4 separate regions of the Ovis aries genome follow, and all the other regions are linked to region 2. Evidence: chromatin contacts called from public Hi-C data. All regions are on one chromosome and are shown on one strand. Each heading gives the region's core, a stretch centred on a gene start, on an enhancer-like site or on the middle of the called end of the contact. The rest is flanking DNA. Distances are from core to core; before and after follow the strand shown.

Region 1 (2,700 bases), core at 109-2,608, 300 kb before region 2:
AGGGGATGTGGGTTCAGTCCCTGGACGGGGAACGAAGATCCCCCCTGCCAAGGAGCCCTCTGTGCCACAGAGAAAGTCAAGGTGCATCAAAGACCCAGCCAAAATCAAATCAATCAATCAATAAAAGTAAGTGCAGGGCATCAAGTAGAAACCTCATCCATGATACAAAGTTGTCTTTTTGTTTTTTTTTTAAATACACAGGCTTGTGTGCTGCACCCAGAAACTTTGTTGGGGTATCTGGGAGCAACCTATGCAAAGCAAGAGTTTTGCTCCTGTGTCCTCCTGTGTCCAGAGCCAGGCCTGCTGTGAAAGCACTCATGGGCACCAGGGCCTTGTGTCATAACCTGGCAACAAGCCGACACTACTTTTCTCCAGGGCAGCGAATGGGCAGCCTCTCCTCCAGGTGAGGCTGCCCAGGGGCCCAGCAGGATGATTTGAGTCGCGGATGAAGGCCCTGGCTAAGGGGGCCCTAAGGAGAGGCTTCCTAGGGTGAGCCTTCTGGTCACGCTTTCTCCAAGGGAAGGTGGGGTGTCTGGGCTCCTCTCCTCCCCAAAGAGGCCCAAAGAAGAAGTCATGCAGAGGACACACTCAGCTGTGGGAGGCTGGAGAAAAAGAGCCAATAAAATTGGCTTTATTTATAATGTTCCCGTGTTTGTTATTTTGTTATCCCTACTCTGTTCCCTCAGTGTAATGTAACAAGGAAAAGGATAAAAAAAATCCCCACTCTAAGTATGCATGAACTTTATGGCCTCACCGCTCCCTCTCCTCCTCTGTCCCCACCAGGCTCGCCTTGCCTGTGAATTCCTCTCCCAAATTGCGTATTTTCCATACTAACTTTTACGGCATCTTCCTCGATTAATGGTTAACAGTATTCCTTTTCTCCCCTCCGCCCCCATTATCAAAGAGTGCTTGGAATGACTATTAACTCTCTGGTTAACAGAAAGAAACATGTTAATCATCTACAAGCCCTTGGACAGGAAAATTATTCTTTGTAACCTTCTCCCAACGGCTGGAGAGCCCCTTGTCCGCCAGCAGCTGACCTTCAACCACACCTGGGTCTGGAAGCTTGCAAAACCCCGACAGTAATCGGTAATCGTGTTACAAGGGCTTCTGAGTAAAAGCCAAGGTCAAACCGCCCCCACCCCCACCCCCTTAGCGGGAATGACGCTGGGCCTCTGGTGTCCAGGGAGGGCGCCTTTCCATCCAACTACTCTCCTTCCACGACCCCGTAAACAGACCACGCTGCACCTCTTTAAAAAAAAATTGTTTTGCAAGTGAGGGCTAATCATTCTTTGTTGTACATTCTTTGTTGCTGGGAGACTCGGGGTGGCTGTACAGGCTGTTCTTTCTTGCAGCCATAGTTCAAAAGTGCTCCTTTTGACCCAAACACACACGTGTTGTAATCCTGCCCTCCCTTGTGTGGGGCTGGGAGGCAACCAGGAAGCGTGGATTCCCAAGCCAGACCCAGATGCTGGGAGGGTGACCTCTTTCTGAAGTTAGAGGGGCGGTGCCTTTGCAGGGAGGGGTAGGCAGGAGCAGCAGAGGATAATGCTCAGGGAAGTGGCGGGGGGAGGGGGGGCCGACCCCCACCCCGTACTCAACAACGGGAGCGTGGAGTATGCCATCTTGGAGAAAGTATCCCTTCATTCATTCACAAAGCCGATCTTCTGCGGAGAGGGGAAGCCTGGGGAAAGGAAAGCTGGCCTCCACCTCTGCTGAGTTTGGCTTGCTTTTCTCCCCTGCGGCCCGCTCTTCTTAAATAAGACCTGGGAGCAGGCGAGAGGTTGTTCTGCCGAGAGAGAAAGGACGCAGGCATCGCCAGACTTATTAGGAAAGACGCTGTCGGGGTCTTGGCAGGCGCGGCGCTGCGGACCACGTGGTCCTCTGCGCGCCTGGATACTGTCAGCGCTGAGCTCCGGCCCCCGCCGGCCAGGTCTCCTCCCCATCGGCCTGGAGGCTGCCCCCAGCGCCTGCCCCGCTCGGATCCAAACATTTCCACATTAGGCAGCCTCGGCGCTGGGCTCCCCGCCTCCGGCAGTGACCTCAGGTGACCTCCACGCCGGGCTCCGCGCCAAGCCCCTCATCACAGGTGCACTGGCAGTTTTCTGGGTCACCCTTGTGATCGGGTGTCCAAGCACTTGGCAAAATTTAGCGAGTGTTCCTCGGTGCTCTGCATCATCTTGACACTGTTTGCACAGACACCCTTGGGGACGCGTGAGAGGAGCTGGTGCCTCTCATTCAATCTCTGGTTATAGCAGAGCCAGGCATGCTGGCCCCTCCAAAGGCTTGGATGACCTGATCTCCCTCTGTGTCCCCAGCCCGCTCCCTCTAAGCTGATCTGACTTCTCTCTTGGACTTAAGAATCCAAGCAGAAGTTATGGATCCTACTACACACACCCATAGCTAGATTTGCGCAGCCGTATATGGCATCCACCGGGGTCTGTGGCTCTGGAGCCTTGGAAATGGGGCTGCTCCAAACTGAGATGTGCTATGATGGCAAGTTTCACACGGGATTTCGCAGACTTATGTGACAAGAGAACGTGAAGTACGCACGTGTTGAAATGATCACGTTTTGGAAAAAGTGGGTTAAATAAAATATGTTATTAAAATTAATTTTATGTTCCTTTTAATGTGGCTACTAAAAATAAATGCTGCATGTAAGACTCATGTTGTATTGGTCTTGGGCGGCACTGGTCCTGA
Region 2 (2,700 bases), core at 145-2,644:
TTTGATTCCAGGCACATTTACATTTACAATTATAGTGAACAGTGGGGAAGGGATTATTGCATGATTTAGAGGGTTTATCTAAATGACCTCCCAAACTTCTCCCAACTCAAAGGTTCTGTGAGTCAATGAAATGCCTTGACAAAGGAGAACAAACCCAGGCCTTCAAGTCCAAAATACCTGTGTCTATTTTCTAGCTCTCACATTTACTGGCTGTGTGACTTCTGGCGAGCTACTTAACCTCTCTGAGCCCAGATTTCTCATCTGAAAACCTGAGGCAATGCCAAATACTAAGTCGTTGTCAGGAAGATGAAATAATAAAGTACTTTTCAGACATGGGACAGGGTGCCAGACAAAGAGTAGGTGCCAAGGTTTTGCTTGTCTTGATTCACACAAGTTTCTGATTGGGTCAAAAATGTAGGTCATATTTGAATATTGCCTTTGTCTTCCCTTCCAGGGCCCTACTTCAGAAAGACAAAGAAAGAAGGAAATAAAAAGTGACTCGCTGAGGCCCTTCTGAAAGCATCACCCATGTATTGAAATATTCCTTCCAGTCAAAAACTAGGTTATTAATTATACATTGCTATTGGAACAGAAAATAAGAAGAGGCCTCACTGCTTATGACCCAGAACTTGACCATTGTTTGATTTCGATTATTTCCTGGTATCTGCGTAATGTATCCCAAATGTGAGATTTGCAGTGTTGAGAGTCCAACCAACTGTAGCCTGAATGACTGTCCGTAATATTTAGTAAATGCCCTGGAATGACTGTTCATTTCCACTCCAGGCAGCGCATTTCTGGGGGATTATTTCACTGCATGGGTGGCCCAAGTCCCTTGGCCTTCAGCCTCACAGCTCATTCCACAGCTCTGGGCAAGCAGCAACCACCCAAAAATGCGAGTCTTTCTTCCTGGCCCCAGTGGCATGAGTAACATCATTAACTCTTCGGGGCTGAGGTCTGGGATGACGTCGAAATCTTCCACCCCACTGTGTTAGCTGACAGAATACCAGAGTAACAAAGTTTTGGCAGTTTGTTTTCACGCCAGCAACGTGCCTGCCCTCATACACAATCTTGGGATATTTTTTTCCTCTTCTTTCCCAGCAGGATTGTGGGTTTCAAAATGGAAGCAAAGTCCTCCCCGCGTCTAGCTCCAGTTCTGAGAACAAATGGGCAAGAAGGCTCCAAAATTCTACAGACAAGGGGAAATGCTGCTGACGTGTCCCCGCCAGGGACAGGACAGGAAGAGCACAGCTGTGCCGTGTGCCGTTTCACATGCTCCTCTGCCGATGAGCTTTCTAAAGTGTAAAAACGTTGCAGGGCGCTCCCTAAGAGGAGACACACAAACACATTTCCTCTGGGCCCCGGGCCAGCGCTGGGGCAGGCAGAGGCCGCGCAAGTGCACTGTGGATGCCGCGCGCCATCTGGTGGCCAGGAGGTGACATTGCGGGCACCATCCGGGCTTTTACACCATTGATCTGCAGTCATTTCACGGAAGGAGCAATTTTGTTCAGTTGCTCAGTCGTGTCCAACTATTTGCGACCCCTTGGACTGCAGCACGCCAGGCTTCCCTGTCCTTTACCATCTCCCAGCGCTTCCTCAAATTCATGTCCATTGAGTTGGTGATACCATCCAACCATCTCGTACTCTGTTGTCCCCTTCTTCTTCTGCCTTCAATCTTTTCCACCAGCAGGATCTTTTCTAACGAGGTGGCCAAGTATTGGAGCTTCAGCTTCAGCATCAGTCCTTCCAATGAATATTCAGGGTTGGTTTCCTTTAGGATTGACTGATTTGAGCTCCTTGCAGTTCGAGGGATTCTAAAGCGTCTTCTCCAGCACCACAATTCAAAAGCATTGTTTCTTTGACACTCAGCCTTCTTTATAGTCCAGCTCTCACACCCATACATGACTACTGGAAAAACCATAGCTTTGAATAAAGGACCCTTTGTTGGCAAAGTAATGTCTCTGCTTTTTAATATGCTGTCTAGGTTGGTCAGAGCTTTTCTTCCAAAGAGCAAGTGTCTTTTAATTTCATGGCTGCAATCACCATCTGCAGTGATTTTGGAGCCAAAGAAAATAAAGTCTCTCACTGTTTCCATTGTTTCCCCATCTATTTGCCATGAAGTGCTGGGACTGGACGCCATGATCTTTGTCTTCTTAATGTTGAGTTTTAAGCCAACTTTTTCACTCTCCTCTTTCACTTTCATCAAGAGGCTCTTTAGTTCTTCGCTTTCTGCCATAAGGGTGGTGTCATCTGCATGTCTGAGGTTATTGATATTTCTCCTGGCAATCTTGATTCCAGCTTGTGCTTCCTACAGCCCAGCATTTCTCATGATGTACTCTGCATATAAGCTAAATAAGCAGGGTGACAGTATACAGCCTTGATGTACTCCTTTCCCAATTTTGAACCAGTCTGTTGTTCCGTGTCCAGTTCTAACTGTTGCTTCTTGACCTGCATACAGGTTTCTCAGGAGGCAGATAAGGTGGTCTGGTATTCCCATTAAAGGAGTATACTGTGGGCTTTTAAATTCTGTTGGGAGTGATCATAGGGGATCCCGAAGGAAGACACCAAGGGCCAGGTGTTCTAAATTCCCTTCGTTCTTCTACGACTGGATGCTTGATGTCTCAGATTCTCCTAGAAACAGAGATAACGATCCTTGGGAAGCACTCAGCTCTGGACATCCAGCGTCTCATGTCCCCGGGTCCT
Region 3 (2,700 bases), core at 117-2,616, 340 kb before region 2:
CTCCAGGGGATCTTCCCAACCCAAGGAGCGAATCCTTGATTCCTGCATCTCCTGCAATGCAAGTGGCTTCTTTACCCACTGAGCCACCTGGGAAGCCCCCAATGTTGATAAAGGGCTTTAAAATCATGTCAAGGGAGGAATGGATAGAGGAGCTTAGGCCTATGACTCTGAAGGGCAAGGGCCCATTGGTGCATGGTACATCTGTGGGCCCTCTTGTGCCAGAGGGATCCAGGGCCCTATCAGGGTCCAGCGTCTGTGGCGGTGGGAGGGACTTCCGGGCAAGGATGTCACGAAGAAGGATGTCATGGCTGCCTAAGACCTGTCATGGTGCCTGGGGTGGAACCGAGCTATGCATCCTAGGACTAGGAGTGAGGGTGGGAGGACCAGGACTTCTCCTGGAGAGGTGCAGTTTCCTGGACCATGGACCATGCTCTGAGAAGTCCTTTGGAGGCTGCTGTATGCTACTTCTTCGTCAGGTAATATCACCGGACTGGATGGAGGAAGGTCCTGTCCTCTGCTGGTTGGCCCAGGACCTCTCCATGTGTGGTCTGGTTTCTCCAGATGGCAGTGGCATGTTCTCCTTGACTGATGGGTTGCCCTATTCCTTTAGCACTTTTGTGGGAAGCAGAAAAAACACACTGCAGTGCCCTGTCGCCTCTGAAGAGTGGATGAGTCTTCCGCTCCAGGGGACCCGAGATGGTTTTCTCAGCCACTGAGCTTGTGAACCAGGCCTGAGTCATCCTTTCTTCTGCAGGTTTTAGTTAGGGGGGAAAAAAGTGCCCTTGCAGAAACTGGCACTGTGAGTTTAGATCTGGAGGGATCTTGGGCTTTGGCAGCGCGGTAGGGGAGGCGGTCAGGGGGCGTGGCCCCGCTTAATGCCTAGGGCAGCGGAAGTCCAGCTCCCCCGTCTTGTCTCTAGAATCCCTCTGTATCCCCCACTTCAGGCCAGGTCATCACTTGACCCGGGCAGCACCAGGCGGGTGATATAATCCATGCCACCCATCAGTAGCAGAACAAATGCATTCTCCCTAGTCCGGGAACTGGAGCAGTCGGGGAACTGGAGCCTCCCCAAACCAAATCAGCTGGTTGATGTGAACGGAGCTCAGGCTGGTGGGAACAGGACATTTTGTGGAGACACTGGCGTCTGTTCCCTCCCAGAGCCCCACACCCTTCAGCGCTTTTCCTTGAAGTCCGAAATACCGGAACGAGCGTATTCTTTCCTGGGGCAGCTGCTCTGCTTACTTCCAACATGTTGTGCTTCCAGAGCTCAGAAAATCAGAGGCATCAAAGGGGAGAAGCTGTGAGTGCTCAGCCCGCAGGGACAGGCGGCTTTGGAGACTCCAGTTTGCTTTTTTCTTTCCATGTGCGTCAGATGTGCCGTCTCATCTTGCAGCGCCCGGCCAGCTCTCACTCTTCCGCAAAGCTGTGGCTGGGGCGCCCTTCTGGCTGGAAAAATGTTTAAAGTGGGGGTGACAGGCGGCAGTCCCTGGCGCTGGGAGAGAAACGCAGATAACTAAACCAAACATGAGAGCAGTCGCCCATGTGTCATCCTGACAAGATGCAAGTCAGGTCGGATCTGGGTCCAGCTGTAGCCCTCAAAGCTAGAGAGGGGATATTCTGGGCATGGGAGCCTTCTTTTTCTTCAGCTGCTTGCAAGGAACCCGTTGTTGAAGTTGATTGATGCCCTAACTCAGTGGCCACGTTGGCTTCAAAGCAGGCATTGGCTGGTCCTCTTGCTGATTTCACGGCATCCTCTATTGATTTCAGCTTTTACAAATAGGCAAGGGAGTTCATCCACGTGGGGCCTCCTTCTGGGTTTTCTGGTCTCCTGGGCAGCCATAGTTGTCTGTTCATGTTTGACCTTGCCTTCCTCCAACGTCAGGTTTAGGCTTTGGAAAATGCTTGACAAATGCAAAAACAATAGGTTTAACAGGAGCCTGAGGCATGATTGGGAAAGCTTAATTTAGTTTACTTTTATTTTCGGACAGGTCATTCATTTTCTTGGTTCATAAATCAAAGCTATAAAAATCCTGGCTTCTATTCCTGTTCATCAACCCCAACCCAAGCGAATACTTATGTTAGTTTCTTGGGTGTCTTTAACAAATACAAGCAAATATGTGTGTATTTATGTATTTGAAAACAGATATGCGCTTCCTTTCCTCTTTCCCAGAAAATAAAATGCAAATGGCTCATGAAAGAATGGAAGGCTCCTCAATCTCACTTACTTTAAGAGAAATGCAAATTAAAATGACAATGAAATACTAGCATGGCAAGGCTGACAAAAGTTAACATTCTATGCAAACTGTTTTGCACTTTGCTCTTTTCACCTAATTGTATATCTTGGAGATCTTTCAAATCGGTGCATAAAGAGTGTCTTCACTCATTTTTACAGCTTTATAATATCCTATTTATGGACATACTGTAAATTTGTTTAACTAGTTTCCTATTGATGGACCCTTGGGTTGCTTCCAGTCTTTTGTTACTATAAACAGTGCCAACCAGGACACTTCTGTATGTGCTGGTACATCTGTAGGATAAATTTTGGCAAGGAGGACTGTTGGATCAAGGGATAAGTGTGTTTATAGTATTTATAAGGTTTTCCGGATACCTTCAATGGGATTGTGTAGTATGTACAACCTTAGTTCAGTTCAGTCGCTCGGTCATGTCCGACTCTTTGTGACCCCATGAACCACAGCACGC
Region 4 (2,700 bases), core at 110-2,609, 450 kb before region 2:
CTCGTATGAGTTATTTTCCTTGTTGATCTGAGTGAATGGGGATTGGTGATGACCCAAAATAGAGAACTCCCATAAGTGATGTGGAAAGACCTCCTGCAATGTCCTTTGTCAAAAATACCCATTACCTAGTGCCCTCATTGGCATCTGAGCTCGAAAGCCCAGGATAGTAGGGAACATACAGTCCTGGAGGCGGGCCTGGTGACACCTGCCTGAGGATGGGGTGTCAGTGGTGATGTAAAAGGGGAGAGGCAACATTTTCCTCATTGGGCAATGTTTATCCCCTGGGGAGAGGACACAGAGCCGTGGTCCACGCAGCCAAAGTGAGAGGCTGGTTGGGTAATTGTCCAGCAGGTTCCAAGTCAGGCAAGACTGTTTAGGCCTGTGCCTAGTCACTCAGTCCTTTCTGGCTCTTTTTGACACCATGGACTGTAGCCCGCCAGGCTCCTCTGTCCATGGGATTCTCCAGGCAAGAACACTGGACCAGGTAGCCATTTCCTTCTCCAGGGCATCTTCCCAATCCAGGATAGAACCTAGGTCTTCTGTATTGCAGGCAGATTCTTTACTGACTGAACTGAACCAGGGAAGCCCACTTTGCCTAAGAGTCCTAAACTACCACTATCAGAAGGGATTGGAAAACTGTTCAACGTTTATGTTTGTTTTATAGCATGGGTTTTCCAGAGGACGAAAGAAAAAGTGATTATTTTAAAAACATTTTTGAAGAATAGGATGCTTTCCATAAAATGAAGTAGACTACTTGCCAATGAGGATTATAATTAAAAATATCTTCTTGATCTGGGTGGAAAGTCTCCAGAATTCTTTGATTTTTACTGTTTTTTCCCCTGAGGATACATCATGCTAGGCCACAGTAGACCTGTCATCATTGTTGAGAGATTTACTTCTGACAGTTTTCTTCATCTCCTTGTTCACACTCAGCATTTCACAAGAGAGAGGATTTTTGGTATTTTGAAGGAATCCTCTCTCAAACATAAAAATCACAACATTCTGGCTTTCCAGCGTCTATCTCAACATTTTAGCGCAAGCAGATTGATTGGAATGCAGAAAAACAAAAGAAGATCAACAAAACACCAGCATGCTCAAACTGAGAGCGGGTTCTTTTTGGACAGTGTGTGTTTTTTTGATGAGCTAAGTGTTGATTCTAACCCAAAAAGACTGAGAAGTGTGAGGTTAGATAAGTGTCTGCTAGATTCATTATTGCCATGTGGATTCTGTGGAGTCAGCTTAGAGTCACTGGGTGTAGCTGCAGAATAAAAGTTTTTCTGGTTTATACTTCGCTCTGATTGGACAGTTACTGAGAGCAGGGACTTGCAACACCTTCCGGAAGCTCTCTGGTAACTTCAGGTCTGCGCCCAGAGGGTGGACGCCTCTAGCAAGGTAGTGCAGGATGGATTCTGCAGGCGTTGCTTGAGCAACGCCAAGTGGCCCCCGGCCAGGGTAGGAGTTAAACCAGGAGATGGCTATCAAGGGCAGTTGTTAGGTTTGGCGCTTGTCTCTTGAGCTGCCGTGCTGAGCAGGAAAGAGAGACATTTGTTTGTGGATTTAGCTCATCGCGCTATAGTGCACTCTGTAATCTGAGTCTTTCTCTTTGCTCCAGAGAAAAACAAGTCTGACTTGCATACCATGGAGGATTTAGATTGGCCAGTTTACATCTTTCACCCAGGTTGCTCGGAGCCCGCTCCCCACGATTTTCTACATTCATTTCCTAGCAATCTGGACGGCAGCCTCATTTGGTGGTTTGGGACGTAGTTAACATTTTCCAGTAGACGTGCTGCACACCCTGGGATGAATATAATCTTTTTCCAAGAACCATGATGATTTCTGACACTACCTTTGCCCCCGTGTGTATGTGTTCGCATGAAAAACAGTATGGCTGTACTATGGATCAGTGATCTGACTGCAGAGCAGTTATTGTTGGGTTTTCTTCAGGGTGGTTATCCTCCTTCTGGTCAGTGGATAAATGGTGTTTGGATAGGACCTGGCACAGATACTCTAACCGTTCAGCTTAATGTATAACTACTATGTTTTTCTTCTGTGTCAGCAGTTGGCAGCATGATCCTGTAAGTACCAATGCTGGTGAATAAGTGGATGTCTGTGGAGTGAGGGGAGGGCAGGGCTGGAGGAGGCAGTTTTGAAATCCATGCCAGTGGTTGCTGCAAGTGATAAGATCATTTGAGTAACCTGTAAGACCTGTGGATTCACGGCTTTCAAAAACAGGAAAGTCTCTTGTTCAAAAACCCTCTAAAGCAACATGTGGGCGCAGAAAAGAAGCTGGCTTGTGGTTTGGTGATTGTAGTTCCTTATTGATATAATGGCCAGTGACGCAAGGCCTCTTGGGATTGCAGTGCTGTGACCGCAGGTGACAGTTACCCTGACAGGGTTCTGAAACAGGCCCGGGGCTTTCTGGACGGATGAGAAGTCTAAAAATTTCCCTTTTCATTTCCTCTCTTGTGTGACTTTGTCATTAAAAAAAAAAAAAACTGGTTCTTGACAAGGGAATTTTGCCCCAGCTCTTCAGGAGTTTAACTGGGTGACTTCTCTCCCACTTCCCAAAAATCCCTCCCTGAAAACCCAAAGCTAAAAAAAAAAAAATTGTCTGGTCTATTCTTGCAGATTTTTCAGTGGGTCTATGTTTGATCAATTAGCTTTGAGGCCAGATTGATAACAAGCAGATTTCAAATACAT

Evidence for each region. A called contact is a pair of places that touch in the nucleus more often than the background predicts.
Region 1: a Hi-C map of liver shows a contact between it and region 2, with 4 times the contacts expected there. The contact joins two enhancer-like sites. A contact is called at or near these places in 2 of 16 Hi-C or Micro-C datasets (liver and tail adipose tissue).
Region 3: a Hi-C map of liver shows a contact between it and region 2, with 3 times the contacts expected there. The contact joins two enhancer-like sites. A contact is called at or near these places in 3 of 16 Hi-C or Micro-C datasets (blood, liver and mixed tissues).
Region 4: a contact with region 2 is called in a Hi-C map of muscle, with 5 times the contacts expected there. The contact joins two enhancer-like sites. A contact is called at or near these places in 6 of 16 Hi-C or Micro-C datasets (blood, hypothalamus, liver and 3 more).

The regions. Positions count from the first base shown.
Region 1 is chr25:6,969,784-6,972,483 of ARS-UI_Ramb_v3.0, reverse strand. It overlaps LOC132658675 (a long non-coding RNA gene), which reads left to right. Exons shown (of 2, transcript XR_009598602.1): 2 at 1-641. Among named protein-coding and RNA genes, the nearest start is that of IRF2BP2, 190 kb to the right of the region's middle. Within about 2 kb of position 1,358, at least 39 of the 54 cell types and tissues checked have an H3K27ac peak or open chromatin away from gene starts, as enhancers often do. A contact at or near this core is called in liver and tail adipose tissue, where this site is marked.
Region 2 is chr25:6,672,410-6,675,109 of ARS-UI_Ramb_v3.0, reverse strand. No RefSeq gene overlaps it. Among named protein-coding and RNA genes, the nearest start is that of TARBP1, 21 kb to the right of the region's middle. Within about 2 kb of position 1,394, at least 49 of the 54 cell types and tissues checked have an H3K27ac peak or open chromatin away from gene starts, as enhancers often do. A contact at or near this core is called in liver, muscle and tail adipose tissue, where this site is marked.
Region 3 is chr25:7,012,092-7,014,791 of ARS-UI_Ramb_v3.0, reverse strand. The region is part of intron 1 of LOC132658655 (a long non-coding RNA gene); the gene reads left to right. Among named protein-coding and RNA genes, the nearest start is that of TRNAR-CCU, 200 kb to the left of the region's middle. Within about 2 kb of position 1,366, at least 6 of the 54 cell types and tissues checked have an H3K27ac peak or open chromatin away from gene starts, as enhancers often do. A contact at or near this core is called in liver, where this site is marked.
Region 4 is chr25:7,119,205-7,121,904 of ARS-UI_Ramb_v3.0, reverse strand. No RefSeq gene overlaps it. Among named protein-coding and RNA genes, the nearest start is that of TRNAR-CCU, 96 kb to the left of the region's middle. Within about 2 kb of position 1,359, at least 33 of the 54 cell types and tissues checked have an H3K27ac peak or open chromatin away from gene starts, as enhancers often do. A contact at or near this core is called in liver, muscle and tail adipose tissue, where this site is marked.